Linked DNA regions of Mus musculus: regions 2, 3, 4 and 5 are each linked to region 1. Evidence: chromatin contacts called from public ChIA-PET and HiChIP or PLAC-seq data. All regions are on one chromosome and are shown on one strand. The core of a region is the stretch at or near the end of the contact, and the rest is flanking DNA. Distances in the headings are between cores, read along the strand shown. Region 1 holds the start of Erfe (erythroferrone). Region 2 overlaps Lrrfip1 (leucine rich repeat (in FLII) interacting protein 1). Region 3 holds the start of Lrrfip1 (leucine rich repeat (in FLII) interacting protein 1). Region 4 overlaps Gm35381 (a long non-coding RNA gene). Region 5 overlaps Lrrfip1 (leucine rich repeat (in FLII) interacting protein 1).

The links. ChIA-PET counts read pairs in DNA pulled down with a chosen protein or histone mark. HiChIP or PLAC-seq counts read pairs in DNA pulled down with a chosen protein or histone mark.
Region 2: a FOXA1 HiChIP or PLAC-seq map of pancreatic cancer cells shows a contact between it and region 1. The contact joins the enhancer-like site here to the promoter of Erfe in region 1. A contact is called at or near these places in 1 of 39 promoter capture datasets (the C10 cell line), 1 of 484 Hi-C or Micro-C datasets (muscle stem cells), 2 of 115 datasets of contacts at active chromatin or transcription factors (double positive thymocytes and pancreatic cancer cells) and 1 of 9 other capture datasets (pancreatic islet).
Region 3: an RNA polymerase II ChIA-PET map of memory CD8 T cells shows a contact between it and region 1, with 29 read pairs. The contact joins the promoter of Lrrfip1 here to the promoter of Erfe in region 1. A contact is called at or near these places in 3 of 39 promoter capture datasets (the 3T3-L1 cell line, the HPC-7 cell line and liver), 1 of 484 Hi-C or Micro-C datasets (muscle stem cells) and 4 of 115 datasets of contacts at active chromatin or transcription factors (memory CD8 T cells, pancreatic cancer cells, pro-B cells and 1 more).
Region 4: a contact with region 1 is called in a FOXA1 HiChIP or PLAC-seq map of pancreatic cancer cells. The contact joins the enhancer-like site here to the promoter of Erfe in region 1. A contact is called at or near these places in 4 of 39 promoter capture datasets (the C10 cell line, HPC-7-derived erythroid cells, liver and 1 more), 1 of 484 Hi-C or Micro-C datasets (stem cell-derived neural progenitor cells), 1 of 115 datasets of contacts at active chromatin or transcription factors (pancreatic cancer cells) and 1 of 9 other capture datasets (macrophages).
Region 5: an RNA polymerase II ChIA-PET map of memory CD8 T cells shows a contact between it and region 1, with 6 read pairs. The contact joins the enhancer-like site here to the promoter of Erfe in region 1. A contact is called at or near these places in 9 of 39 promoter capture datasets (the 3T3-L1 cell line, the C10 cell line, the HPC-7 cell line and 4 more), 2 of 15 datasets of contacts at CTCF or cohesin (the NIH/3T3 cell line and large pre-B cells), 3 of 484 Hi-C or Micro-C datasets (LSK cells, pro-B cells and stem cell-derived neural stem cells), 4 of 115 datasets of contacts at active chromatin or transcription factors (the HPC-7 cell line, memory CD8 T cells, pancreatic cancer cells and 1 more) and 1 of 9 other capture datasets (liver).

What each region holds. Positions count from the first base shown.
Region 1 is chr1:91,364,575-91,369,876 of GRCm38.p6, reverse strand. It overlaps Erfe (erythroferrone), which reads right to left and starts at 3,447. Exons shown (of 8, transcript NM_173395.2): 1 at 3,229-3,447; 2 at 1,396-1,512; 3 at 404-506. The coding sequence starts at 3,396.
Region 2 is chr1:91,067,146-91,072,018 of GRCm38.p6, reverse strand. Lrrfip1 (leucine rich repeat (in FLII) interacting protein 1) reads right to left here. Exons shown (of 25, transcript NM_001310732.1): 2 at 3,370-3,456. Among named protein-coding and RNA genes, the nearest start is that of Lrrfip1, 16 kb to the right of the region's middle. Within about 2 kb of position 2,223, at least 38 of the 459 cell types and tissues checked have an H3K27ac peak or open chromatin away from gene starts, as enhancers often do. A contact at or near this core is called in pancreatic cancer cells, where this site is marked.
Region 3 is chr1:91,051,862-91,057,390 of GRCm38.p6, reverse strand. Lrrfip1 (leucine rich repeat (in FLII) interacting protein 1) reads right to left here and starts at 3,947. Exons shown (of 25, transcript NM_001310732.1): 1 at 3,668-3,947. The coding sequence starts at 3,733.
Region 4 is chr1:90,895,036-90,900,362 of GRCm38.p6, reverse strand. The region is part of intron 4 of Gm35381 (a long non-coding RNA gene); the gene reads left to right. Among named protein-coding and RNA genes, the nearest start is that of Gm35381, 11 kb to the left of the region's middle. Within about 2 kb of position 3,477, at least 125 of the 459 cell types and tissues checked have an H3K27ac peak or open chromatin away from gene starts, as enhancers often do. A contact at or near this core is called in pancreatic cancer cells, where this site is marked.
Region 5 is chr1:91,096,190-91,101,415 of GRCm38.p6, reverse strand. Lrrfip1 (leucine rich repeat (in FLII) interacting protein 1) reads right to left here. Exons shown (of 25, transcript NM_001310732.1): 13 at 804-839; 14 at 106-231. Among named protein-coding and RNA genes, the nearest start is that of Lrrfip1, 45 kb to the right of the region's middle. Within about 2 kb of position 2,300, at least 105 of the 459 cell types and tissues checked have an H3K27ac peak or open chromatin away from gene starts, as enhancers often do. A contact at or near this core is called in the HPC-7 cell line, liver, memory CD8 T cells and 2 more, where this site is marked.

The DNA of each region.
Region 1 (5,302 bases), core at 2,198-4,697:
TTTGAGAATGTTGTATAGAAATACTTATTGTGGCTATACTGGAAGAAACACAAAGGTTCGTCACCCTCTGGAAGCTTATTTAAAACCAAACAAGCAGTGGCACAGAAGCAGGAAAGGGCTCGCAGCAGTCCTCCATGGTACAGTCATTTACAGAAGATAGTGACAGCCACTCCCCAGCAGCAGGCTGCAGGGCCTGTCCTCAGTGAAGAACAATAAAAGGCCTCCTTCCCTGAGGCTTCCACCTGCCGCATGTCTCCCACCCACAGTCCCGCCCCATGACAGGCAGGGCGGCCAACAGGGAAGCAACATAGCAGGTGTTTGCTGGGACCTGAACTTTACCCTCTAGAGATGCCCTGCTGGTTTGCCCACACCAGAACATGTGCCCACAGAATGGCACCCCTACCTTTCAGCAACAGCTGGAACTCCTTCAGCAGAACCTCAGATGGGATAAAGGGGCCTGGGGGGCCCTGAGGACCTGGTGGCCCTGGGGGTCCTGGCAGGCCAAGCTGGAAGGGAAGGTAGAGGTTAAGAACATTTGAGGGGAGAGGTGACCCTTCTGCCGGGTCCTACATCGAGGCTGGCAGGAGAGCTCCCGCCTTGGCTGTGGGCTCTTCCCTCCGTGTGGAGGTCCTTAGGGCTCTCATACTCCTCTATCATCAAGCATGGAGTGCAGGCATGGGCAAGGATGGGATTGTGCAGATGTGGAGCTTCTTAGGGGCTGTACAGGGCACGGCAGGCTCTGTATGCAAGAGCCCTACAGCTGCCTCTCTGGATGTGATTCCCAGATAAAGACCACCCAGGCTGCTTCTGGGGACGTGAATCTCAGTCTGGCCTGAGACACAACAACAAGTCTCCACTGCACTTGGGAGTTTATACTGGTCTGGGTCAGGACCTAAGGGAAGGAGGCAAGCTCCTGCATAGAGAAGCCTAAGCAAGGCCAGGTAGCCTAAGGGGGCAGGGCTGACCACACACACATACACACACCCAGGCCCAGTGAATGGGTCAGATCCTGGGCAGGTAAGGCTGACCCTCAATAGAGAAACACAACACACACTGAAGCCCAGCCTGGATCCAGAGTTACTTGGAGGAACTCAATGCAGGAGTCAGTCATCAGGTCCAAGTGCCAGCTTCCTGCCCAAGCCAGGGCCATACTGAGAGGCTCCCATCCTGTACCATTCCAGCAGCCCGAAGCCAACCCAACTCCTTAGCATATGTTGGGTGAGCTTCTCCCTCTGGCCATGAAGGGAAATCTGGGGAGGACCTGGCATCCTGAGGGCTCCTAACTCCTGACTTGCTGGACGCCAGCTTCATACTTGATCCTTGTTTCTTTCCATGGCTTCTGCTGTTGGAAAGGGTACTAGGGGCTCGGGGAGGTGGTGGGCCCAAGCTGCTCACCTTCAGCCTCCTGGCTTTGCTCCTCCTCTTACTGTTGATCCCCTTGTCACTCTGCTTGACGAACAGCATCCAAGCATCCCGGGGATCCACACTGTGTGCATGCGCAATGGTGGGTTCCTGGAACACAGATGGCCACAGTAGGTTTGCTTGGTAGCATCTTGCCCTTGTCACTTGTGTTTTCAGAGGTAGTGTCCGACCCATCCCCAGCCCATGGAGGAGGGAGCCCAGGCTGCAGGAAGGTAGGAGTGGGGCTCCAAAGCAGGTGCTCTGGGATGTATCTTCTTGCTTTTCCTTGAGTGTCACCGTCCTTTGACAGTCACTGGAACCCACAGTTGCTTAGGAGGTGACTATGAATATATGAATACTGGGTGACAACAGGTCATTTTGTCCCTCCCCACAGTCAGAAGTGTCAGGGAGACCAGCCTCAGGGCCACTGTGGTCACAGGGCATGGGGAGCAGTGGGGCAGAGGAGCCGGATGTCATGACTCTAGCTAGGCCTTTACTTTTCTCAGCTTTCTAAAACACTGGCCCAAGGATTCAAGCTCTGAGAGTGGCCTTGTTTCCTGGCAGAGGCCTTTGGCAAATAGGACAGTTAATAGGCCTCTAATGGTCTGGGTTCCATGTAGGGCTACCAGCTAGGAAAGGAATGAACCATTCAAGAGGCCTTAGAAGAAGTCAAGGGCACAGACTCCAGTGTCTGACAGAAAGACCCAGGATCTCAAAACTACCCAAACCGGGGTCTTGTGGGTCACAGGCCAGGCTGCTGTGTCAGGATGATGGAGGCTTCTATGCTTCTTGCTGTCTGATGCCCTCAGTGGACACTCACAGTGCAGTGCTTCCATTATAGGTCAGAACAGGTGTACTGACCCTTCCAGGGGACCGGTGGCCTGTGTACAGACTCGCACCACTGTCAACTTGAGGGCAGCACCGAAAATACATGGAGCCATGTTGGTCAGGGGCCCCAGGAGTTGGAGTGGGAGCTGGGTTCCAGCTATCAGGGAACTGGTGACACCTTGCCCCTCCCAAAGAGGGTTCAAGGCCAACATTCCACTGGGAAGGTCCAGCCTACTCCCCACTTCCTGGTGACTATGTCTGGACCTCATGAAAGTTTTGAAGGCTGATGGCTGGGGGTCAGGGGGAGGCTTCAGACAACAAGGACATGTTTACTCCCACCAAAGGAGGCAGAAATGGGATGGTGGAAGGACCCAGGGATGCCTTGCAGAGGGAGGTATTGTAACCATCTCCAGCTGTCTTAGTGGATGTTTTGTTGGCCCCTGGGGTGCTGAGAACTGAAGAGCGCGCTGGCCTGGGGTTTCCTTGTGCCTGGCCCACAGCATGAGCGATCAACTAGACCCTGAAATTCTTCCCTGAACTCTCACCAACAGGACTGACCAGCTCCAATGAAGGCTACCAATCCACCCTCCCCAGGCCTCTAGCCACACCCTCCCCAGCCTGCGTCTCCACCCCAGCAGTTCAGGTGGAGATCTTGGGAGGGATCGCAGGCAGAGCCTGGTTACATCACTCCTTTCCCAGACGCAGTCACCTAACAAAAAGGAACTAGATCTGGGAGCCCCGCTCTCTCACCAGTCTTCCAGTTTCACGAGGAGCAAGTTAACTGCATTTCACACCTTTCCCAATCTCTCCTACTGGCCTAGTGGAGTTCTGCCGCCAAAGCCACGGTACAGAGGACGCATCCACCCAACCCTGGGTCTCACAGAGCCCCTGAGAGCGACGTATCCCCAGTGTTGGACACTGCGCAGCAAGGGGTGCCACCTTCCCCACCGTCTTAGGGCCCCCCGGGACAGGAAGATGTGGGGCGCGGCTGCGTCTTACCGGCGGGCTGTTGGCTGGCGGGGCGGGCAGCTCGGCCCCGGGCGGCTGCGGGCGTGCATGAGTCCCCACGGGCTCCGCGGACTCAGGGACACCGAGGCCCATGGCGGCGAGTAGGCTGGCGCAGGCGAGCAGCGTGCGAGCTCCGACGGGGCGGCGGGTCGAGGCCATGCTGGCGGCGGCGGCGGCAGTAAAGAGCACGGCTGGTCAGGTCGGCGCCTTATAACGCGCTTGAATCCCCCGCCTCGCGCGCGCCGCCCTCGCTGCCGTCGCCCCCTCGCGGCTAGGGCACGCTCTGCAGGCACAGGGGACCCTGAGGAGGCGGGCGCCCGATCCGGTCCGTGCACGCCTCCACTTTGCTGCCTGTAGCCCAGGGTTAGCTTCTCTTCTCCTAGCCCTGCACCCGAGGCTTTCTAAGACACCCCCCCCTTTCTCTAAGGACACCCACTGCACCATTCTGCACGTCTTCTTAGGACCTCCCCCCGCCCCGGGTCTCTTCTTTTCTCATGGTTCCAGGCCTTAATGACAAGTTGAGTACCTGAGAATATGGCAGCCCTTATGGCTCCTCCTTTTCAAGCTGGGGAACCTGGAGCACTTTTAAGGTTTCCCTGCTCTTCCCCACCCCGGATGTATCTGCACAGCTGGCACCTCTCAGGCTCCAGCTACGGAGTCTGCTACTAGCAGCTACAGAGAACTGACCCAGTCTGGCTGAAAGGTCGGATCCCTCTGATGTCCTAAGCCAGGCAGATGGAGCTCAGACTGCTGCCCACTGCCCACCACGGAGCATTCAACCAGGACAGATGTGGCAAATCCTAAAGGATGAACTGCGAGGAGGCCTTTTCTGGGTGGTTCTCCTCCAGAGAGGCAGGCCTAGCTGCCTTGAGCTGCTGTCATTACATTGGCTGTAGATAAAGCAGCACACCTGGGTTTCTTTGTTTCTTTTTTTGTTTTGTTTTGTTTTGTTTTGTTTTTTGTTTTTTCCTTTGTTTGCTTGCTTGCTTGATTTGTTTTAATCTTAAATTGTGTGCGTCCAGGTGCCCTTAAAGGCTAGAAGAGGGAGTCCAAAGAAGGGACTTGATTTGGGAAGCATGACCCTAAGATATCAAGTGACCCTGCTCTGTTCACAGTGAGGGCCCCAGCTGGAGCGCTGACAACCAGATCTGTTGCCATGTGAAAGTAGTTATTTTCCCAAACAACGGACTGTCCTAGTGATGTCATGGGTTCTTCCAGAGGGCCCAGATCCAAATAGTTCTGGTACTGGCATGGCTTCCTGGACCCTAGCTCAAGGTAATGACGCGGTCCAGTTCAGGCGCATAGCCCCAGAGCTCTAGCCATTCAGGAAAGGTTCCCGCATGTTTGCAGGGTCCTGTTTGAAAGCAAGGTCCTCAGGAGGACAGGAGTGCATGGCAAAGCTCACAGGGCGCTAAGCATAGGGTCCACAGCCTCAAAGGAGTGGCATCTCTGATTCAGAAGTGGGACCCTTGAGTGTGGTGGTGCCTGGGTCTGAGTGAACATTCTGAGTGAGTCGGGCCCGGCAGGAGAGCAGCGAGTGACCTCCCTGTGCCTTCTTGCATGGCAGAAATCTAATCCTCATTCCTGGGACCTCATGTCATGGCCTTGACCCAGCTTCCCGGCAGTTCAATGAGCCAAGCTTTCTCCGTGTCCCTCTTTCTTCAAAGGAAGGCTGTAGGCTGATGAGGTCATGGGCATGAAATCTTCCCTTTACTCAAAGACAGTGGGAGCCTGCCTGAGGCTGACTGGCTGTGCGGCCTCAAGAGTACCTGCAGCTAGCAGTGGTGTCGTTAGCTATGTATGCCTTGAACGTGGATGGACCATCAGTACTCGGATCACGTGACTGTCCCTAACATACAAAGGAGGAAAATGAGGGATAGACCTTGGGAGAATCAAGGAGTCCCCAAACCAAGGCATATCCAGGCCCAGGTACCATGTCTTGCAGTCAGCAGCTCTGTAGGCCTTGAGTGCTCCTATGGGCTCTGAGTGCTCCTAGGGTGTGGTGGTCTAAGTAACAATGGCTGCCATAGGCCCATATATTAGAATGCTTAGTCATCGGGAATAG
Region 2 (4,873 bases), core at 974-3,473, 300 kb after region 1:
CGTGACCCGGAGAAAGCAAGGATCACATTTCCCAGTTTTATAACAAAATATCAACCCCACTGGCTAAACACTGGTCATCCAAAGCATATTCATTTCTCCTTAATCAACAACTTAAAATGCCAGTGCCCTGGGCTATCAGATGGTATGAGCTCCAGCTGGGTCTGATGCTGCTAATAATAGCCTGGACTGAGAAGGCAGGCAGAGCGGTCTGTGAGGGGCTGTGGGGTTGGGCTGGAAGCTTGGGCTGTTAGCTGTTCCCTCTCTTCTCTATAGACTTGCCCGCTGACACTGAACACACGTATGTATGTAAGCATATATGTGTACCGCCTGGACTAGGCCAGATCTGGGACAGCTAGATGGACAGCTATTGCTTCTCTTCCTATGTGGTCCCTGCTACAGGTGTGGACTCTGTCTGGCAAATTCTGCTTCAAAAGCAGCATGAGAAGATATTTGGTGTCCTTCTGCTCAAATAAAAAGTGTAAGGACTCACTAATTTCTTCCTGGTGGTGGGCACTGCCACACTCACAGCTAACTGCCCAGGGGTTTGTAGAAGCTTTAAAAAATATAATCGTGCACATATGCCAATCAATGCTACCCATCAGTAAGAATGAATACAGTTTCAAGTATTACTTAGTGGATGCATGTAGACATACCACACAACTCACCTTGACCTTTGTGGGAATTGTACATCTTGGTGAAAGTCACCCAACCTAACAGTATGAGCATGACGTGGGGCCAGCTCACAGCCTCATCGTATGCCACTGCCCAGAGTTCTTGGTTTGTCTCTGATAAGAGTGGAAACAGACAGCGGGGAGGCACATCATGCACTGGAAGGACAGTGAGACATGAAGTGCAGCTGACCCCCAGAACTAGCAGAGCAGCAAAACACCCTGGGAATTTTGGCAGATTGCTAGGGCTGGGTCTGGGGCTCAGTATGGAATACCTAGCATATATGAGAACCCGGGTTCAATCCCCATTGCTGCCAAAAGGAAAAAGAGAAAGAAAAAAAGAGCAAAGGACTGTGGGAAAATCAGGGTGAGGGGATAGTAGAGAAGCCTAGAGCATGGGGAGCAGTCTTGGAGGGGGTGCTCCCATAGGACTCTTGGCTCGGCAGATGACAAGAGCTACCCTCTGTAACCCTAAGAAACAGCAGCCTCCAGCCACAGAACTATCTACCTCTCCATGCAACTACTCTGTGGCTCCCACAGTCAATGGGAAGGGTTAGCAGGGCCCTGCACACAGTAGGCCCACAAGTGTCTACTGAACGAGCAGAAATGTTTCACAGAGAAAATGATAGCAGGAGGTCTGAGAAATAGCTGGGACTTGGTTATTAAAATAAAAATTAAATATTCAGTCCAAATAAATTGGCCCAGTTTGTACGATGCAGCCACGTTAGCCGAGGAGCTCAAGTTGGGATGGTTCCCTGGGCCTGGGCGGGGCCCGCTCAGAGGTGCGTGACAGTGGCCTACAAAGCAGTAGGCTCTTTTCCTATTTTCCATTTGTGGGCCCAGATATTTGTCTCTGGTGAGTTTCCTGAAGATGTTTCCTGGTGGGAGCAGCCAGACAGGTGTTTACCTGGCCTGACTCCCCTTAGGCCCACATGACCCTCGGCCAAGAGACCAGGAGAGGGAGGCACGTCAGTTAACTCGAGGGGCTGTGAATCACAGTTCATGTGGTAAAGCCCAAATAATTAACGCAGAACCCAGGACCACTTATTTTCTGATTTTTGAAAAATAAACCTGCTCAGAAGGGAGACAGATGCTAGGAAAACACTGACCCCAAGCTTTTCCCAGAGAACTAAAAGAAAAAAAACACACATAAGGCCAGGTGGTGGTGGCATCCGCTTCTAATTGCAGTACTTGGGAGGCAAAGAGGCAGGGGGATCTCTGTGAATTTGAGGCCAGCCTAATCTACAGAGGTAGTCCCAGGACAGCCAAGGCTACATAGAAAGACCTTGTCTCAACAAACAAACAAAAACCACACAAAAGTACCAACTTCTAAATGTAAAATCACAAAGACTAAACACATTACACTTTTGAAATTTTTTCATTTGTATTTGTAACCGGAAAGAAAAAAATGAGTCATTTTCCAATACTGGGTTACTTTTCTGCTCATAGCTTAGCATAAAGGAGACGCTTGCCAAACCTATCTAAAGGTCACTCTGTAATCACCACAGGGTAGGGGTGAGGTCCCTCCCTGTGGTGACTGCCCTGACTGCCTTCCCCACACTGGGGCTCTGGTTACCCCTTTTAGGCTGTGGCTCCCAACACTCTACAGCTACCCACACGCTATCTCCAAGTTTCCTTCCCCAAATCAAGTCTGGCCACATCCCCTCTTCTGCTGATATATTTCCTCCTGGGATGGCAAAGCCCCCAGGCCGAGGATGGTGAACATCTTAAGCTGTGGATCCGCCACCCCTACAGTACACGTGACAGGTTTGGGACTTGCTGATCTGGAGGAGGAACCTGCTGGTCTTAAGAGAATTTGGAATCCCAAGCTTCCATCTGAAGTTACACAGACAATGAGCATCAGCTGGGGTCCATTAACAGAACCAGAACCTGTACATGGAGGACGACTCCAGCAGCTGGTCTCAAATCTGCATGGCCAAGCTCAGTAGCATGTGGCTGAAGCAAATACTCCCCCAGAGGGATCATTTATCAGTTACAGGAAAGGTTGTGAAGAAGCCAGGACCCTAACGTACTTACAGAGCCCACACGCTGGCTGTTGGAACAAAATTCTGACTCAAGGTTTTAAAAACCCACAGTAGACAAGATGAAGGGTTGAAGGTACTGATGACCACCCCGGTCCCCTAGAACACATTTATTTGTTCCTGTGGCTACTTATTCCAAAGTTTACACTAACCATTGATAGATACTAATAAGCCTCAAAGCAATTTTGTTTTTAAAGGAAAGAAGTTGACCAATTAAATTAAAAGAAAATCATTTTGGTCTTTTCTGGTTCTAAGAGGATCCAGACCCTACTCCCCCGCCCCCCAACGCCCTGTTAGAAGCCCAAACCCAATCCTCTCAAGCTCCTCTCAGCTAGAAAGCTGTCCTAGGAACTACGACTAAAGGGCAAGCTCTCAGGCTGCGAGCATCTCTCTGGCTCCATTAGGTCTCCAGTTGGACAGCCATGCCTAGCATCTGTGCTAAGTGCACACCAGGGCTAACCTGGAACAGATGTCCAGCATTCATGCTGTGTGCACTCTGGGGCTAATCTGGAACAAGAACTACAAGGAGCACACGCATTCCAAGCTGGAGCAACACTAAGGTGACAATGACGAGAGCAGGTGCCCAACAGCAGCAGGTACGCTGTCTTCACAGTCCTGAAAGAGAAAGAGCCAACCTCGGAACACTCAGCCCCCATTACCTCTTTCTGCTGCCGTTCCAGCTCCTTCATCCGGATCTCTCGAGCCTCGGCTCGGGCTGCACGCTTCGCTGCGAGCCTGGCCTCCGCCTGAAACAGACCCAGAAACCTTGTTAGAGAACAGACCAGGCAACTTCCGGGCATGTAGTTAATGACACAGTAGAGAGAAAATCTTGTTTAGGGCTTAACAAGCACACTGTGTGATTCACAGATGCACCGGAGAGGCAGGGTTGTCAGGAGTAGGAAGAAGGGGAGCTCCGCCTTTATCTAGTTTCAATTAGCTGGGTGGGGTCCACCAAAGTCCAAAAACCTTACATGGGAAATCTCAGAAATAAAGGATTATTTAAACATGTCCGATGCTGAGCCGCGTGATCAAATCCGGCACCATTTTGTTCTGCCTCGCTTTGCCCAGAGTTTCCACCATCTGCCTGTTAGTTACCGTCAGCTCCGCGCCAGCAACAGCCAGAACCTGTCTTGAGGTTGCCTGCCCTCATTTCACTTAGCAATGGCCCCCAAGCACAGGGAATGGTGATTCTGACAGTTTCCATATGCCAAAGAAGAGGTTAGAAGTACTTCCCTTTAATAAAGACGTGAAAGTTCCTGACGCCAAAAGGAAAGGAAAAGCCTATGCTGAGACTGCCATGGTCTGCAACATTGTTGTTACTGTGCCCGGCTTAGACATAAAGATCCATCATAGGCACATATGTCCAGGAGAAACACAGCTCAGCAGAGTTTGGCACCATCTGCTGTCCCCTGAGGACAGGAGGACGACCACTGAGCCCTAACCAAATGCCAGGTGGATGCTGTCCTAAGAGCTTCTTTTATGTTGTATGACACATTCCTTAGCCCTGTCCCGTATCAGAGTCCGGGGTTCCTACAGGGCCCCAGTCTGACAGCCTCACAGACAGACAGATCTACTCTGTGAGACTCCTGCCAATCCCTCGTGGCCCACCCTGCTGCCCTATGACTTCCCTCTCCCCTGTAAGAAGCTCGGGTTCTCCCAAGGGCACAGTGGAGGGCTCTGGATGGTAGAGACCCTGGCTGTCAGAACACATCTGACTAGGCCAACTAAGGGGTTATAGATGGCATTTTGACCCCGTTGCATGTCTATAGACCATATGAATGTTCTTATCTCATACATCCCAGCATCGAAGGAAGTACAAGGCAGAATGTTCAAGAATTCAGGTATTCTCTGGGATCAAGTCACTCCTTCTTGGCAGGTAAGCTCCCTTGATACACAGTCAATAATTCTTCTACCCACAACTCTGGAGTTTTGCAATGTCTCACTGATTCCCTGGTCATTTTAAAACAGCACTCTCTGGGCAGCCCTCAACTGGCTAGTGGGGCTGGCCAGGAAGTGGCAAGAGCCTCAGCGTGCCTGGCTTCCCCAGAGGCACACTCCCATAGGTGATAGGTACTGAGGGCTGACCTGCATACTACCTCCCTGACTGACTGTATGTATGTATATATGTACACACACATATACATGCACACACACACACACACA
Region 3 (5,529 bases), core at 2,698-5,197, 310 kb after region 1:
GAGAGGTGCCTTTGGACCCAAAATGACAAGATGGGAAGCAGCAGCGGTGACAGGAAGCAAAAGCTCGATAAAGGAAGAATCCGAGATGCTGTCAGCAATTTGTGATCTTTAATCACTTAGGCCAACGAGGCAGCCGAAACCAACAGCTGAGGATCTGGGGCTGGGGCCGTTTAAGTGAAGCGCTTGTTTGACATATGAGCAAGAGACAGAGTCAGAGAGACACAGAGAGTCAAAGAGAAACAGAGACAGACACAGACACACAGAGAAACAGAGACACACAAAGAGAGACAAAGACAGACAAAGCGAAGAGAGTGTGTGAGAGAAACAGAGATAAAGAGACAGAGAGACCGAGACACAGCGTGAGAGGGAGGGGGAGGGGAGGGGTTGGGAGGAAGAGTGCAAACATGTTTGGGTCAAGGACACAGTAATAAGTCAGGCTAGAAAAATGAGGCAAATGGCCTCAGACCTACAACTCAAAAGGAAAGAGCTCACTACTTTTATCTTTACATGGAGAAACAACACATTTAAAATGTCAGTCCATACTCCAGGTTTCAGGACCTTCGGATTGTGTGGGGTACAGGATCCTGTGAGAGGGGCTCCACTGTGACACAAGGTCACTTACAAAGCCCTGTGACTGAGTTATAGTAAGTTCATACTCTATGCAGGGCTACGGTCACAGCCTGCCCGCATTCAGCCATGTGTGCACATGACCGACAGGGCTAACTTCTACCCCTCTATCTGCATCCTGGCCCTGGTATGGATTGGCCAGCCTCTTTCAGGGTAGGTGCTCATCAGTGTGTGGAAAGAGACCAGAGGTGACACAACCCGAGTGACTCAGAGAAGTTCCGGAAGTTGAAGAAATGCCACTTTGGGGCTGGAGACATGGCTTAGTTACCACTGGCCGCCTTTCTCAAGGACAGGGATTCAATTCCCAGCATCTACACAGCGTGCAGTGTATAACGTCAAGGGATCTGAAGCCCTCTTCTGGTCTTCACTTGGATCAGGAAGGCAAGTCAGGCACAGACAACCATGCAGCCGTAACACCCATACATGTAAGATTAAACAAACACAAACAAACTGAACGCCAGTTTCCTCTGTGGATGCAGAGCCTCTGAGACTTCTCACCTGCTTAGCATCCCCTCAACTCTGCTCTCTCCCCTCCTTTTTCCTTTGTGATGCTGAGGCCTTGAACACAGTGTTAGGTAAGCACTCCAGCTCTGAATTATATTCTCAACCCCTGTATGTTTGTTTTGAAGCAGGCTCTTGCTAGATAGTCCAGGCTAGCCTAGAACTGGAGTTCCTTCGGAGCGGCCTCTGAGGGCCAGGGTTGCAGGTGTCCAGCCCTGCACCATCTCACTCTGCTCCAGTCTTGCCCATTGTCTTAGACTGAGGAGATCACGCTGTCTGTCTGTTTCCTCTTACCCACGTGGTCCTCTCACAACTATTCAACCCGGCCCTCGTCCACTAGAGACGCCCCTGCTCCTACAAGCCAGGGACACTTACTGCAGAACACAAAAGCTATTCTGTAACCATCTCTGCTGGCCTCCAGCAACATGCTCAACCCAGGGTCCACGGCAGCTGGGTGGCCCCCCTTCTAACACACCGGCCATTGTCATGCCCTGGACACTTCCTGCCCAGCAGGCCATTAGCCTCATAAACAGGGGCCACACTGTGTTTCTTTTTCTGTGTTCTTTTAACAAACTTTTGCTACTGTTTTGTAAACCTCTTAAAGATTCATAATTTCCTTCTAGAATCTTCTGGAACTAAATGCGTTCAAGAATCCAGCGTTGTTAGATTTTTGACCATCTTTTTGTTAGGTATCGGGCCTCCATCAGATGCACAGAGAGGGCTACAGAGCAGTGTATGAAGGTTATATTACATTAAGAGAGAGAGAAGGAAAGACTAAAAATAACCTCATCTGGGGCAGGGCAGGGCTCATTGCTAGATGGATTCGGCCATAGCCTTACATGTAAACACTCACAAACTATCCAGCACTCTGTGCTTCCTGGATTCTGGACATGGACTGATTAGCCCAATGAGTGCTAGGCTGAATGACCACTGCTTCCATCCTCTTACTGCTGGGCTACAACAGTATCCCGCCTGGATCCCAGGCAGGCTCCAAATTGAGTAGGGGGACCTGTGGCTGGTATCTTGGAGTTGGAAGTGGATTCCCACCTCTTGGGCCCCTCCTCGACTTCTTTACATCCCTGTTCTCGGGGTTTGGTGTTTCTCCTTCCTTTGCCCAGGATGCAGGCACTTGGTTCCTGTCCGCTAGAACCAGCCCAGGGCTGACTTCCTCCTCCTGCTTGCCTTCTATGGTCTGCCTGGGCCTCTGTTCTGAACACTCATGTCTCAGAAGCTTTCTCTCCTCCCTGAGCCTCCCTTAAGAGGGCTCCAAAGTGGCCCTGCAGGTTCCCTCCCTAGGCCTACAGGTTACAGCTCCAAAAGCCTCCTTGACTGCCCAAGTTTAAGTAGGGACATAGAATAAACATTATAAAACAGACAGGGGAAAAAAGCCCAGCAATTCTCAGCAAGGAACTGACATTTTACAAGTCTGTCATTGGAATAAAAGTTTACTTAGCCTTCCTAGCACTTGGAGGAAGCTCCCCCAGTCAGAGCAGCCTTGCCTCGACTACTCTTCCTTAAAGACCAACTAACTACAGGATTAACTCCTACCTGGAGAATGAGTGGCTGAGGCTCAGTTTTTATCAAGGTCTCACAAAAGCCTGCTAAAATGGGAACCTTGGGTCTCCCCCTCTCTCTGGTATCAACTCCATAAAATACATGGTTTCACAGAGTACAATTTACTTTGAAATATTCCCACTAATAAGCAACCACAGCCATGGATAAGGCGCGCGGGGGTGGGGGGGGTGGGTGGGTGATGCAGGCTTGTAAGCCCGATAGTGGAAGGGTTGAGACATGAGAATCCTGAGAGCAAGGCTAGTTTGGGTTATGGATCCTGCCTGAACTCCCAGACCCCAAAACTATAAACTACACAGGCTGTAACAACCAAAAATCCCCCAACTCCCCGGTGCCCAATTTTCAATCACCGTCGTCCTCATCCACTGTCCCTACGTAAGTTCGGGAAGTAAAATATGCGTAAGCACCTTGCCCAGACACAAGTGGCTTCTGGCACCCGCCGAAGTGGATCTGGGGCCCTGGATCCTAGAGGAAGGTGTTCCTGAGGTCAAGAACCTGTAAACCCTCCAAGCCACTCATGGCAAGGTGGTGCGGCTGGATGAGGACCCAGGTGCTGTACTCGGTAAAACACCAAACCAGCAGTTCCCTGTGAAACTCTACACCACCCTCAGATCTCAGACCTCGGTTGGGTCCTGGCCAGAGCCAGCCAGCTGGGCAAAGCCTGCCTAAAGACCATCACTAGGGGTGGAGGGAGAGCCCACTCTCCTTTTCGTCCTTGAGAGGAACATTGGAGCATAAAATGTACTTTTCAGAGCTCCGCCTACGGACACCTTACACTCAGCCAACCACCTGATGGTAGGCAGGAGCTGCCCTATATCAGGATTTTCGAGTGGCCCAAGCCCACTCGCCTCTACTCCAGCAGCACCACGGTAGCTGAAGGGGCCACTGTCCTTGACCTTAGAACCAACTGAGGGACCCAGGCGGCGGTTGCTGGCAGGCACAGGTCTGAATCATGTCTCCCTCTTACCAGTCTTTGCGCCTCTGGACTCAGACAGTCGATTTCCTTGTTTTGCGCGCCCTCTGGGCTGGTCATGTTGCCGAAGTGAAGTGCAGACCAACTTCCCACCCAAGAGTTCGCGCGGAAGACCCGCTCCCTAGTCCACAGGCAGAGGGTTCTCAGTGAGGCCACATTCTGGGATCCAGGAAAGCCGTCCAGGCAGAAGTAGAACTTTCAACGATCCCCTGGGCGCACACGCTCGGACGCCCAACTCCGAGGTTCCCTAGCTGGGGTGCGGCCGGCGGGGCGGGGCGCAGGTGGCTCCCGGCCGGGGGCGGGGGTGGCAAGAGAGGAGCCGGGGGCATACTCCGCCCCAGCCCCGCCCAGCCTCTCCCCACGCCCCACCCACCCTATGCCCGCCTCTCCTTCCTTCCCAGCCCCTTTCCCGCGCTCTTTCCAGGGGGTTGTACCCCTTCCTCTATGGTTCCACCCAGCCTGTGTCCATCTGCTTCCAACTTTCCTTCCTCGCAGCCACATTCTGCCACTTTAGTCGTCGGCTTCGCCCACGATGGCACTCTCAGCCAAAGCACTCCTACCATGAGGTCCACTCGGGCCCGCCTACCCGGGACCCCAGCTCCTCCTCCGTAGCCCCACCCACGCTCCTCCTCTTGCACCGCCTCAGAGCCTCCGGAACCGCCTCCCTCCCCTCCAGACCGCTCCTGGCCAGCAAGCTGCTGTGCCATCAATCACCACCCAGTCCCTGCGGCAGACACCGGAAAGACTGAGGGAAAGACCCTGGGGACCCCACCCTTGGCCACGCCCTGGCCGTCCCCAGCTGAGTCAGCGCGGGAGACCAGCCCAGGCCTAGGGAGGCGCGCCTTCGGTTAGGACACGCGTGGCTTTAGCTGGAACCACACCGCATGAGCCTCTGCCAGAGCGCAGCTGCGCCCGTCACTACTGTCTTCCGAGCCGGCACGGCTTTGGGGACCACAAAGCTACCGCCCATGACCACGCTGGACAGGAGCGAGAATCAAGCGGAGGTGACAGCCGCGATCCGATAGGGAGCGTCGAGGAACTAGTATCCACGCTGGACAGTGACCCGACTCGCAGCACGCGCCTTCCACGTCCACTGGGCAGGAGCACCCCTGATTTAAACTTAAAGCCAAGCGGGCAAGCAACCAGAAGGTTCCAGTGTTGTGCGCTATGGACAGGAGCACATGGCCTGGGTGACCTGTTTTCTCCACCCTAGAAGAGCCTTCTTCGGGCTCAAAAGGAAAATCAGAGGGCCCCCTGCCTTGTTTCTCTGTACTGGAGACTCCAGAAAGATCTAGAGAAGCCAGTCACATCTGAGCCCGGCTGACACGCTTTTTTGGTAACAAGGAACCAGTGTGCGCTGGCTTATGCACATGTGGGGCAGCAGCATTCTGGTACTAAGTCTCTGGGTAGTGCTTCGAAGGACTGGGTAGACCAGAGAGTAGACACAGAAAGACGAGTTCTAGGGGGCAGGATGGCCTGGACCAAAGGGATGAAGGGGACCTAGTTTGAGGAGTACTATGCAGGCCGAAAGAAAATGGGTACCAAGCTTTGGTGAAGTGTTTCAGATGAGGAAAACTTCCTGGGAAGGAGAAGACCTGCTCCCAGCAGTTGGTTTCAGCATCACAGTTTACAAACAAAGCTCTATCAATCAGAGAGAATAGTTTTGGATAACACCGTAACGGCAAGGGCTGTGGAATTTCTATGGGGGTCCAAGTAGTTTTACTAGGACTAACTTTACAGGTGAGAGTGGAATCCAGTTAATAACACAGCCTGAGAGAGTCGGGTTACTGTATTCTCACCTAGATAGGGAGAATCTAAGCCTCTGGCCATGTGGAACCCTGGGACTTCCCCACCAC
Region 4 (5,327 bases), core at 2,228-4,727, 470 kb after region 1:
GTTACTAAGCTTTTATTTTTCTTTGGCTGAGTAAGACTTACTGAATCTTAGAGTCAGAAAGTCCTGGGTGTTATGTGGTCCTGTGCTCAGTCTAGCGAGCACAAGGGTGGGAGACCATCCTGTCTGTTCTGACTTCATTTCTGATGCTGTGATAAAATATTCTGACAGAAAGCAACTCAGGAGGAAAAGCTTACAACTCCACGTTTGAATCCGTCACTGTGAGGGCTTTACAGGGTCAGGAGCTTGAATCAAGCCAAGCCACATCCATAGTGAAGAGCTGAAGGAAAAGGCGTGCGTCCTTGTCTGCCCACTTGCCTATTTTCAGCTAGCTTTCTTCTTTCTTATACTATTCAGGATAACCTGACTAGGGGATGGTGCTACCCACCATGGACACTCCCACAGTACAATCTGGTAACTTCTCATTAAGATTCTCTTCCAGGATGATTCCATGTTGTATCAAGTTAACAGAACTAACAAGCACACGGACTTCCAGGAGAGGGTGCCCCATTGCCTACTCTCACCTATAGGGTGTGAGGTTGTTGCTTGTGCTCAATACTACTGGCCATACTTCTGTATGGGAAGTAGGAAGCAGACAAGAAACAGGTTAGGCCAACCAAGGAGTAAACATGGTCTCACTTCTAAGGCCTCCTGTAGTCAAGTGAATGGAATGTGAGGAGAAATGGTGTTTCAGTTCTCAACTTAAACACATGCTCTCTCTCTCTCTCTCTCTCTCTCTCTCCTCTCTTTTCTCTGTCAGACTGACTCTAAAGTCCACAATTTAAAAATGTTAATGGCTATGGGTAGCAGAGGCTACTGACTGCTTGAGGCTGTATGGATTGTATGGAAGTTGTATAGGAGGACGGCCCCAGTGAATCGCAATTCCAGATGCCCGTGGCTTTGAAAAGCTTTCTCCTGCTCAATTCTCCTTTGAACCAATGGAATGTGGCTGAAATGATGCTGTTTCTATTATGGACACAGTTACAGCTGATGCTTTCCTACCTTTTGGAAGCACTGAGACACCACACAGAGAAGAGAGAAACTCAGACTAAAAAAAAAAAAAAAAAAAAAAAAGGGCAGAGGCTTCGCTCAGCAAGCCCAGGGCTAGGGTTTCAGATGTGTGTGAACCATCTTGGATGCTCTAGGGCAGTGAGCTCCTGGGTGACTGTCCCAGCCCACACTCAATGCAGCAGAAAACCACCCAGCCAAACCCACAGAATCATAGCCATAGAATGAAGGCTGGTCTTAGCCACTGAGTACTGAAGGGGTTTTCAGCAGCAATAGACAACAAAACCATGAAAGAGAAGCTGGTAACATGTCCATACTATGACTGGGGAGTTTGTTGAGTAGTGCTATTAATGTTTTATTTTGTTTTGCTTTCTTTTTCATCAAAAGAGATCAGTGAATTAGAGCCAACCAGAGACAAACTTGAATTCAGGCAACCTGGAAGGAGGTGCAGATACAGTGACTAATCAGATGGGGAGGAATCCGAGGAAAGGAAGGAATCGGGACTTCTATTCCTAAGAATCTGCTATTGGGAGGGGATTATAGTTGTTAGGGGATGGAGACCAGGGATGAAATGCTTGAGGCAGGAAAAACCTGTAAGAGGGACTCTGGGTTTGTACTTAAGGTACTGATGGGGTCTAAAAATAAAAACAGTCACCAGGAAGACTCAACTTGACTTTGCCTCTCAGATAAGAGACCAAGGCTGGTGGTGTGTGGGGAAGTGAGAGCTAGCTTCATGGGAGAGTGAGATTCAGAGGACGCTGGAGGCAAAGGGATAACTGGGCTAAGGGATAACCATGAAAAATGCCTCCATGGGCATGGCCCTTGGGACTGCTGGTGGCAAAGAGCCTAGAGAAAGGCTGGAGCAGAGAGATGACTCCTCAGAGCCAGAGGACAGGCAATTGTAATTAATAGATAGGATTCAATAGCATCAAGGCCTGCCTGTGGGTAGGGTTGGGAGTAAGTCTGTGATGGTTAGTATCTGCAACTTGACAGGACCTAAAATCACTGTGGAAACAAGCCCCTGGGCACATCTGTGAAGGATTAGATATTCCTAGACACATTAGGTTAATTGAGGAGGGAACACCCACCCTAAGTGTGGGCAGCATCTTTCCATAGGGCTGGGGTCAAAGACTGTGTTAAAAGGAAAGCAAGCTGAGCCTGAGGCTTCACTGGGTATTGCTTCCTCACTGTGGGTGAAATGTCACCAGACCAAACTCTCACAACCACGACTCCCCATCATGATGGGAAACACTCTGAGCTAAAACACACCCCCTCTTCCTTAAGTAATTATTATGAGGTGTTTTGTCACAGCAAGGAGAAAGACAACTGATAAAGGTCTAAGAGAAGGGTACTAAACTCAAGCTAGTGGCAGTGGCTCAGAAGACAGTATGTGCATGTTCTACATCCACATGTCTATCCTTCACTCTGTCTGTCCATCCATCCATCCATCCATCCATCCATCCATCCATCATTAGATCCTCATTACAGAATGCCATAAACCAGGCATGATGATCAGATTAAGAAAAAAAATAGACATGGTTCATCTTTTTGTTATTGCTTTCCTTGAATTCTCTCCTCTGTGCATAAAAGTAGAGGCAACAGGCAATGCCAGTCAAGCTCTGTTCTTGGGCACTATATACTCCAGCGCTTAATAACATCAAGGGCAATAGCACAAGTAGGGACTATTTGCGGGAGAGGTGAGCAAGGCTCAGAGACGGTGAGTGTCTGATCAGAGAGTGACATAGCCTTGGCTTTCATAGTCAGCTTAGGACACCTCTCTCTACTTACCTGCTCCAGGGAACCTGTCCCAAGTTCTATTTACTGAGGTGGGTGGTACAGAGGAACAAGAGAGAATCTCTTGTTTTATTCATGAGCATTAATTTCTCACTGAAGCAATGATTCATATGATGTAGAAGGACTGGGAAGAGTGAAGCAATGATGTCTTTAGTTCCTTGCATAGTGGAGAAAGCTCTCAGTGGGTTAAGTTTACCGCCAGTGAGCAGTTTCTACGGGAAATTCCGTCCCAAACTCCAAACAATTACCTTGGAAACAGCCCTGGAATGGAGCCTGTGTGTAAATCAGAGCATGTGTGACTGTGAAATTTGGTCGTTGTGGACACACCTCCAATGGGGCTGCTTTCCCTCACTCTTGCTTTCTCTCACCTTTCTCTGCATTGTGCTGTGCAAAGACCCTCGGCTTCCTGTTCTAGTAAGCTGGCCAACTCCCTCCCCTAGTCTTGCACACATTTCTGTAACTACCCCCCAGAGGCTTCCTTCATCAAGTAAGGAAAACCGAATTCTGTTTTCCTAAGTGACGGGATGTGTTTATCCAGGGACTCCAAGCGGGCTCCAGTGCCTGGCCAGATGGTTCCAGATACGCTCAGCAGAACGCAAGGCGCAGGCCCCAGGGCTCTCCACAACCATGTGACTCACAGAAGGCCGGTGCCAAAGACGTGCACTGAGTGTCCTGCCCATGCTGGGCTGCACATAGGGTACACACAGGCTTCTGCTCCTTGGCTGCCTTAGGTGGTGCTGGGGCGGGGGAAGGGGAGGGTGTGCTCTTGCTGGAACTGAGATCCACCCTCCCAGGCCAACCGTGACTCATGTCTATTTTTAGTTTACCACTCACCCAGGTGGGCCAGGTTCCATGCTAAGTGCTCTAAATTTTGTATCTCTGTTTTTTTTTTTTTTTTTGTTTTTTGTTTTTTTTTTTTTTACATGGAGTGATCATAGGCTTTGGTGCCCGTATTTCAGCACATGTGCCTCTGGCAAAGGGGAGATTAGCTTTTGGGGACCTAGGGAACTTACGACAGGCATCTGCTGATGGCGTTGTGAGCCTGTTGAGTCCATGAGCTGAGGGGCAGGGTTGGCAACCAGGATCATGTCTGTCACTATGCGCAGTGTGCTTTGCTGGGGTAGACATGACTGATGGGTTTTGACACTCTCCCACTGGCTTGGACATTGCTTTGAAGAAAGGTCATTGGTTAGTAGCCACTCCTGTCTCTGAATCTCTCTCTCTCTCTCTCTCTCTCTCTCTCTCTCTCTCTCTCTCTCTGTGTGTGTGTGTGTGTGTGTGTGTGTGTGGAATGTGGTCAGGTTAGCTGTGCACAGCCCTCTGCTCTCCTGGGTTAATGGGCATCATGTATGATTTATCTGGTATAGAAAATTTACTTAGATCTTTTTATGGCCATATTGTCCAGAATGTGCCAGATTTCCTCAAGTTAAAGCAGGGCCAGGCCTGCTTAGTCTTTGCATGTGAGACACACCTGCTTGCTTGGTTTCAGTTGTTCCCTCCTCCTCCTCTTCCTCCTTTTCTTCTTCCTCTTCCTCCTCTTTTTCCTCTTCCTCCTTTTTCTTCATCTCTTCCACCTCGTTTCTTCCTCCACCTACTCCTTTTGTTTCTCCTCCACTTCCTCTTCCTATCCCTATTCCTCCTCCTCTTCTTCCTCCTCCTACTCATCTTCTTCCTCCTCTTCCTCCTCCTCCTTTCTGAGATATGGTCTCATGTGTCTCAGGCTAGCCTCTACAGCTTTGACCTTCTGGTCCCCCTCCTTGAACCTCCTGAGTGTTAGGATTACAGATTTGCACTACCACACCTGGCTTGATGCTGCAATTTGGATGGGGCTGGGACTTTCTGCCTGTTAGCCAAGCACCCTATTAATAGAATTACATCCCCAGCCCTTGACTTACCAGTTTAGTAGTGTGGATGGATAATCTGACTTAGAATTCCTTAGAGCCAGACTGAGCCAAAAGTGATTTTAAGCCATGTATTTGGGAGGAGGTCTTGGGAAGAGCCTGGTTGGAGCAGCAAGATGTGTGGTGAGTGATCAAGTGGCCTCTGTGGCCTTACTGGGGACCTTGTGATGACTGTCTCGGTGCTCTGTGATGTGGTCAAGGGATAGACAGTGGATTGCTTGCTTCCTAGTTCTGGCCTGTTGTTGACTGATAGATGCTCAGGGGTCCTTAGTACCCTACATCTTTGTCTGATCAGCTTGTCAACCATGTGGTCTGGAGCACTAGAGAAGCCCTTAGGCTTAGAGCTTCAGGCTGTTCAGCAGGGACAGAGGAAAAGGGGAGAGTAGGTTCCCGGGCTATTCTCTCAGTCTCATGTCTAGCATCTAGCAGAGGAGAGAGCCCCTGGCCTGGCTCCACACCCCCACACCCCCGCTTTGCTCTCCTGCACTAGACACACTGTCCAACTTCTCTGACAGCTGTAGTTCTTGTCCAGAATTGTCCTCTAAGGGCTTGCTACGGAGTGACATGAGGTAATGTCTATGAAAGGCTGTGTGAATTTCAGAGGTCTTGGGAAGTCTGTGCTATTGG
Region 5 (5,226 bases), core at 1,051-3,550, 270 kb after region 1:
TGAGGAGATGGGACTGATCTTGAACCTCACAAATGAAGTCTCTGTAAATCCAAAACTAATTGTCCAAGGGGTTCTGTCAAGTCACACGTGAGCCCAGTGTTTTACCTTGATTTCCCTGATGGATGCTTCGGTGTCCATGGAGATGGAGGTATCTCCACTCCCTCTCCGGGAGGAAGTCCCACCCAGAGATGCCAGTGTGGCTGCAGACAGGCTAGGCATGTTACGGGAGCCCTGGAATGGGGTGAAGATCAGATGTGATTAGGTAAAACCAAAATTACCAACGGGTTGAACATCTCAGAACCTTTTCTGTCAATGTTAGCTTCCACAGGTGATCATGTTTGTGTATGAGCATGTGTGTGAGGCACGGTGAGCTAGATGGCCAGCTGCAGTATTGGGGCTACAGGTCCGTGTGAACACACCGGCTTTTTACATGTGGGCTGGGGATTTGAACTCAAGCTGTCACTTTTGTGCAGCAATCACTTTATCCACTGAGCCATTTCTCTGGCCCCAGAGCACCCTTTTTTAAACTCAGTTTCTCTACTGGACTTCTGGCTAGTGATAAAGAGGGTTCATTCGGAGCTGTCTCACTGGTGTCTGGTTAGCCATGAGCTCTTCGCTGTCCCTCATATTTCAACTCATGATGGACTCCTTTGGGGATATAACATCATGTTGTGTGGCCCTCTTAGTAGCCTCTGTCATTCGATTACTTTATTAAGCACCAAGTAACTGGGTTCCTGTCAGCCTCACCCAAGACCATCTCGTTTCACAACTAAGCTAAGGCAGAGGCTTACAGAAATCCTTACCTTCTCAGCAAAGTCTTTGTCTGGTCTTTCTTCTACCTGTGGGGGAAATGGACAGCTGTCAAATATTACAAAGCACTGAATTACAACTCCTATGATCATTTCAAAGACCTGTATTGATCTGGAGATTGATGCTAAAAAACAAAAGAAACACAACAACAACAACAACAACAACAACAATAACAACAACAAAAAGTCCAAACCAACTGCACAAATCAAGAAACGCTAGCTTGTGCTATAATTTAAAAAGTAAAAAGAGAAACTCTTATTAAACTCTGGCTCTCCCCATCTTTCCTGCCTCTCTGGGGCCCTTCCTTCCCTCAGATAGAAGCCTCAGTGGGACTTGGAGCAGTCTAGGAGGCTGAGAGCAGTGTGCATTGGTGCTGGGTCCCAAGGGATGTACACACCTGGGGTAGAGGGTGTCTTGGGGACAGAGGCTGAGTCTGACTTAAGGACTATCCCTTCCTTTGCTCAACATCTACTATGAGACCAAGTTCCATTCCTGGGCCTCTGGGAAGTCAGTCACGCAGGCACCATGCTGAAACACCATCAGAACCTGCTGCCCTCTTAATGCCAAGTTCAGAAGTTCTTAGCTTTGACCCCAAGAGTTTTCACCAAAAGAGGAGTGACACTGCATCTCAGACTCACAGATATGAGTGGCCTGGGACTCTGTGGATACCTGTGCAGGTTTACAATGGTAACCACCATGCTCTGAGGTTACAGAGCACAGACAACATGAATAGCAAGTGAAAATGGTCACCAAACACAAGACCAGTGGGCACCTCCGATGCCCGTTTCTTTTCTAGGTGTGTCCCAAGTCTAACTAGCACATGGCAAGGACTCAGGGGCCCTGCTGCACAGACCAGTGGAGTCACAGCTAGCCACTGCTCATGTGTGGGGTTATTAGCAGGTGTGAAGTTCACACTGGCCTAACTGTACAATCTGGGGATGCTAAGGCAGGCCCCGATTGAGACAGTCATATCTCACTGTCTGCAGAGTTAAAGAGCCCTGCTCCATTTTCCTTGGGGGTGTGCACATGTATGAATGTTCACAACTGTGAACATGTGTATGCATTTACAGAATGGAAGAGCCCTGCTCCCCTCTCCTTGGGTATGTATTCGTGTATGCATGTTCATGTTTGGGAGCACGTGTGTGCATGTGGAGGCCTCAAAAAAAGCCAATAGAGAGAAAAATATAGTTTGTATGTCCCATAGTTTTTTTTTTTTTTAAAGTCTTTGCTCTAACATAGATAGTTAATGCAGAATACGAAAACTTGGGGTGGGGATATAGAGACCATGTGGAGAAAAATCTAAAACTGTGTTCCTGCTCTCAACACAGATACATGAAATGTACCCTTCAGCATATAGTGCATCTAGTTTTGTCTTCAAATTGACAAAGTGCATCTATTTGTCAGCCTTTTTGAAACAGCCAGGGGCCCCAAAGGGCCCCAACAGGTCTGCTATTCCCGCTGGCTCCACTAGATGGCGGTCTAGCCTGGTCTGTCTATGGTTAGGTTGGCCTCAGGTCAGGCCCAGAAAGCAGACAGCTGTACCCTTTTCAGAAAGCCCCAGACACAAAGGGACAGATAAGTAACCCAGACGGAATGCTTCACTCTGAGCATGTCACTGCCCCTCTGAAAATAACAGACAGCACACATTCACGGCTGTTCCGTGACCGGTGTGAAGGCTGCCATGGAGACAAGGCCACCAAAGGTGGCCACAGAAGGGTGGAGCTCAAGGGCTGCTGTTGGCCACAGCAGGCACAAGGGACAAGCAAGTCATAGGACTCTTGTGACCCACTGAGTTGTTCTATCACCATTCCCCAGTTCTCCGCAGTTGAGAGTAATGCCCCACTAACAGGATTCCAGATGGCACAGTCTTTTATCATTGCCACTAAGTGTATTCAAAGACATCTAAAATTTACCAGGCATGGTGGCACATGCCTGTAATTCTAACATGTGAGAGGTTGGGGAAGAAAGGTTTGACTCTGAGGCCATGCTTGGCCCCAGAGCAAGAACTAGTCTCAATTTTCTTCCTCTAAATTTTTTTTTCCTCCTAAAAACAAGTCCCTTCTAAGAAACTTCAATGGGAGCAAAGACTCCTTCCCTTCTAAAACCAAGTCCTCTACAGGAAGACGGTAGCACAGTGAGTCCAGTCCGCACCATCTCAGTGGGTTTCTGATGAGAATCACATGATGACATTTTAAACATCAGCTTGCATGTCACCATTAGAAGGTAGAGAGACCCAAGAAAGAGCTGGGTATGAGAGAACCTAGCCTCATGGTCCCAGCTCCCAGGTGGGCCACAGCAAGACCCTGGAAAGCAAACAGGCTCCCATTGCAACGACCCTCTCAAAACAAGGGACACAGCAAACCCTGCTCAGGGAGCACCGGTTTTAAGGACCAATTCCCTTCGAATGCAGGTAACAGTGGGGCTTACTGTTGGAGTGGGGATTTTTGGTTTTATTGTGTATTATTTATTTGGGGTATGTGTGCATGACATGACACATGTTGGGGAGGGGTCAGAGGGCAACTAGTGGGGCTTGGTCTCCCCTTCTATGTGAGACTTTGGGTTCAGACTCATCAGGCGTGACAGTAAGTACCTTTACCCACTAAGCCATCACACTGGCCCTAATTCTATTTTTAAGACAGAGTTTACGGGATTGAGAGTAGCCTGAGATTCACTGCGTTGCCCAAGGTAGCCTTGAAATCAGGCTTCACCTTTCTCAGCCTCTCTAGTATTGGGATTACCATTATGAGCCACCATACTTGGTGGACCATAGGTTTTAGATCCAATCTCGTACCCATAGGTGCAAGCTTGCTCTCCACCTGGACCCTGCCTTGCCTCTTTAGACAACATGAATCACGGGGGCGGGGGTGGGGGGTGGGGGGGTGGGGGTGTCTTTGTTTTCAAATTCGAATGGGCAGACAGCTAGCTCAGCACTTTTCTATGAGTACACAAGACAGCAAGTCCTGGCTCCACCCGAGACATTCCTGAAGGATGCTTCAGATCTGTGGAAGCTCTCTTGGATTCCAGTGGGCTGTAGGGCTTAGATGAGGAGGATGCCCTAGGTGTCACCTGGCTCTGCTTGGCTGTGGTTCAAGCCTAGATCCTCTAACCCCAGCTTCTGCCTCTCTCCACGCACCTGCCCTCATGGCTCGTGCAGGTGCAACTGATGTTTATGTTATTTATTTGATGAACATCTTCTAGCCCAGTCTGTGTATCCCATGAAGGGCGAGGGCAGGTTTGCATTGCCTAACACTGTTGACTCATGACCAGACTATTCTAGGTGCTCAATTAACATGAGAAAAATATGGGGGGGGGGTGCGCGCGCATGTGTGCACTTCCTACATTTCTTTCTGTGGCTTTCCAACCAAAAGCAACTTGGGAAGGAAAAGCTTTATCTGGCTTGCACCCCCCAGGACACAGTCTGCCATAGAGGGGGCACCAGGGCAGGAACTTGGAGGTAGGAACCATGGCTAGCTTTTTTATAAAACCCAGGACTGTCTAGGGATGGTATCGCCTACAGTAGGCAGCACCCCCTACAGCAATTAAAATCATCTTTTACAGACCAACATGGTAAAGACAATTACTCCATTGAGACTCTGGTTTCAGGTGATTCTAGGCTGTGCTGACAGTTAACACTAATTAGGATGGAAAGGCTAAGTGGAGGTGGGGACGGAGTTACAGAAGAATGGGAGTGGAGTGGGGAGTGGTGCTGGAATGAGGTGGAACTCCGTCCCCTGCCACTTACATTCGGGCTGATGCATCTTGGCTCTCCTAAGAATTGTATCATTGGGAGCCCCAAACCTTTAGTCTTAGCCCTTGCAGTAGCCTATGGACACAGAGGTATATTCACGTTTTTAAAGGGGAATGAACCATCACTTCCTTTGTTTGGTGACTTTTACTCTTCGGTTGCACCACCCTGCCCCCAGTGTGTAGCACTGCCTCACTTCCTGTCTGACAGATGCAAGATGCAAAGCCTTGAGGGCTGCAGCTGACTTTTGCATTTTCTTCTGTCTTTGGCTCCTGGTAATTACTCCTGGTGAAATACTAAGCCGGGGGTATTTTCCAAGAACCAATATGGACACCAAAAACTATGTCCTATTATGGCTGGGGCAGCTCAAACCAAGCAAAAACATATGCCTTTCAGGGGGCTACTTCATCTGAAGGAGTTTATTTCTGCCTACTTGCCCCAAGTCAGGAGCAGGAGCTGTGACGTGGTGTTAACTCCATCTTTTAACCCCTGCCTTGCTGCACATCCTACTGCATGGGTCTCCCACAGAGGCCAGGATGGAGAGGTCACTGTATCCTTGTTTGTTCCAAGGACAGAGGGTGACAAACCCAGCATCTTGGTGCCTAAAAAAGCATAAAGAAAGAATAGAATCAGCCCTGTTGTTTCTAAGATTCAGGTCCAGCATTAACATA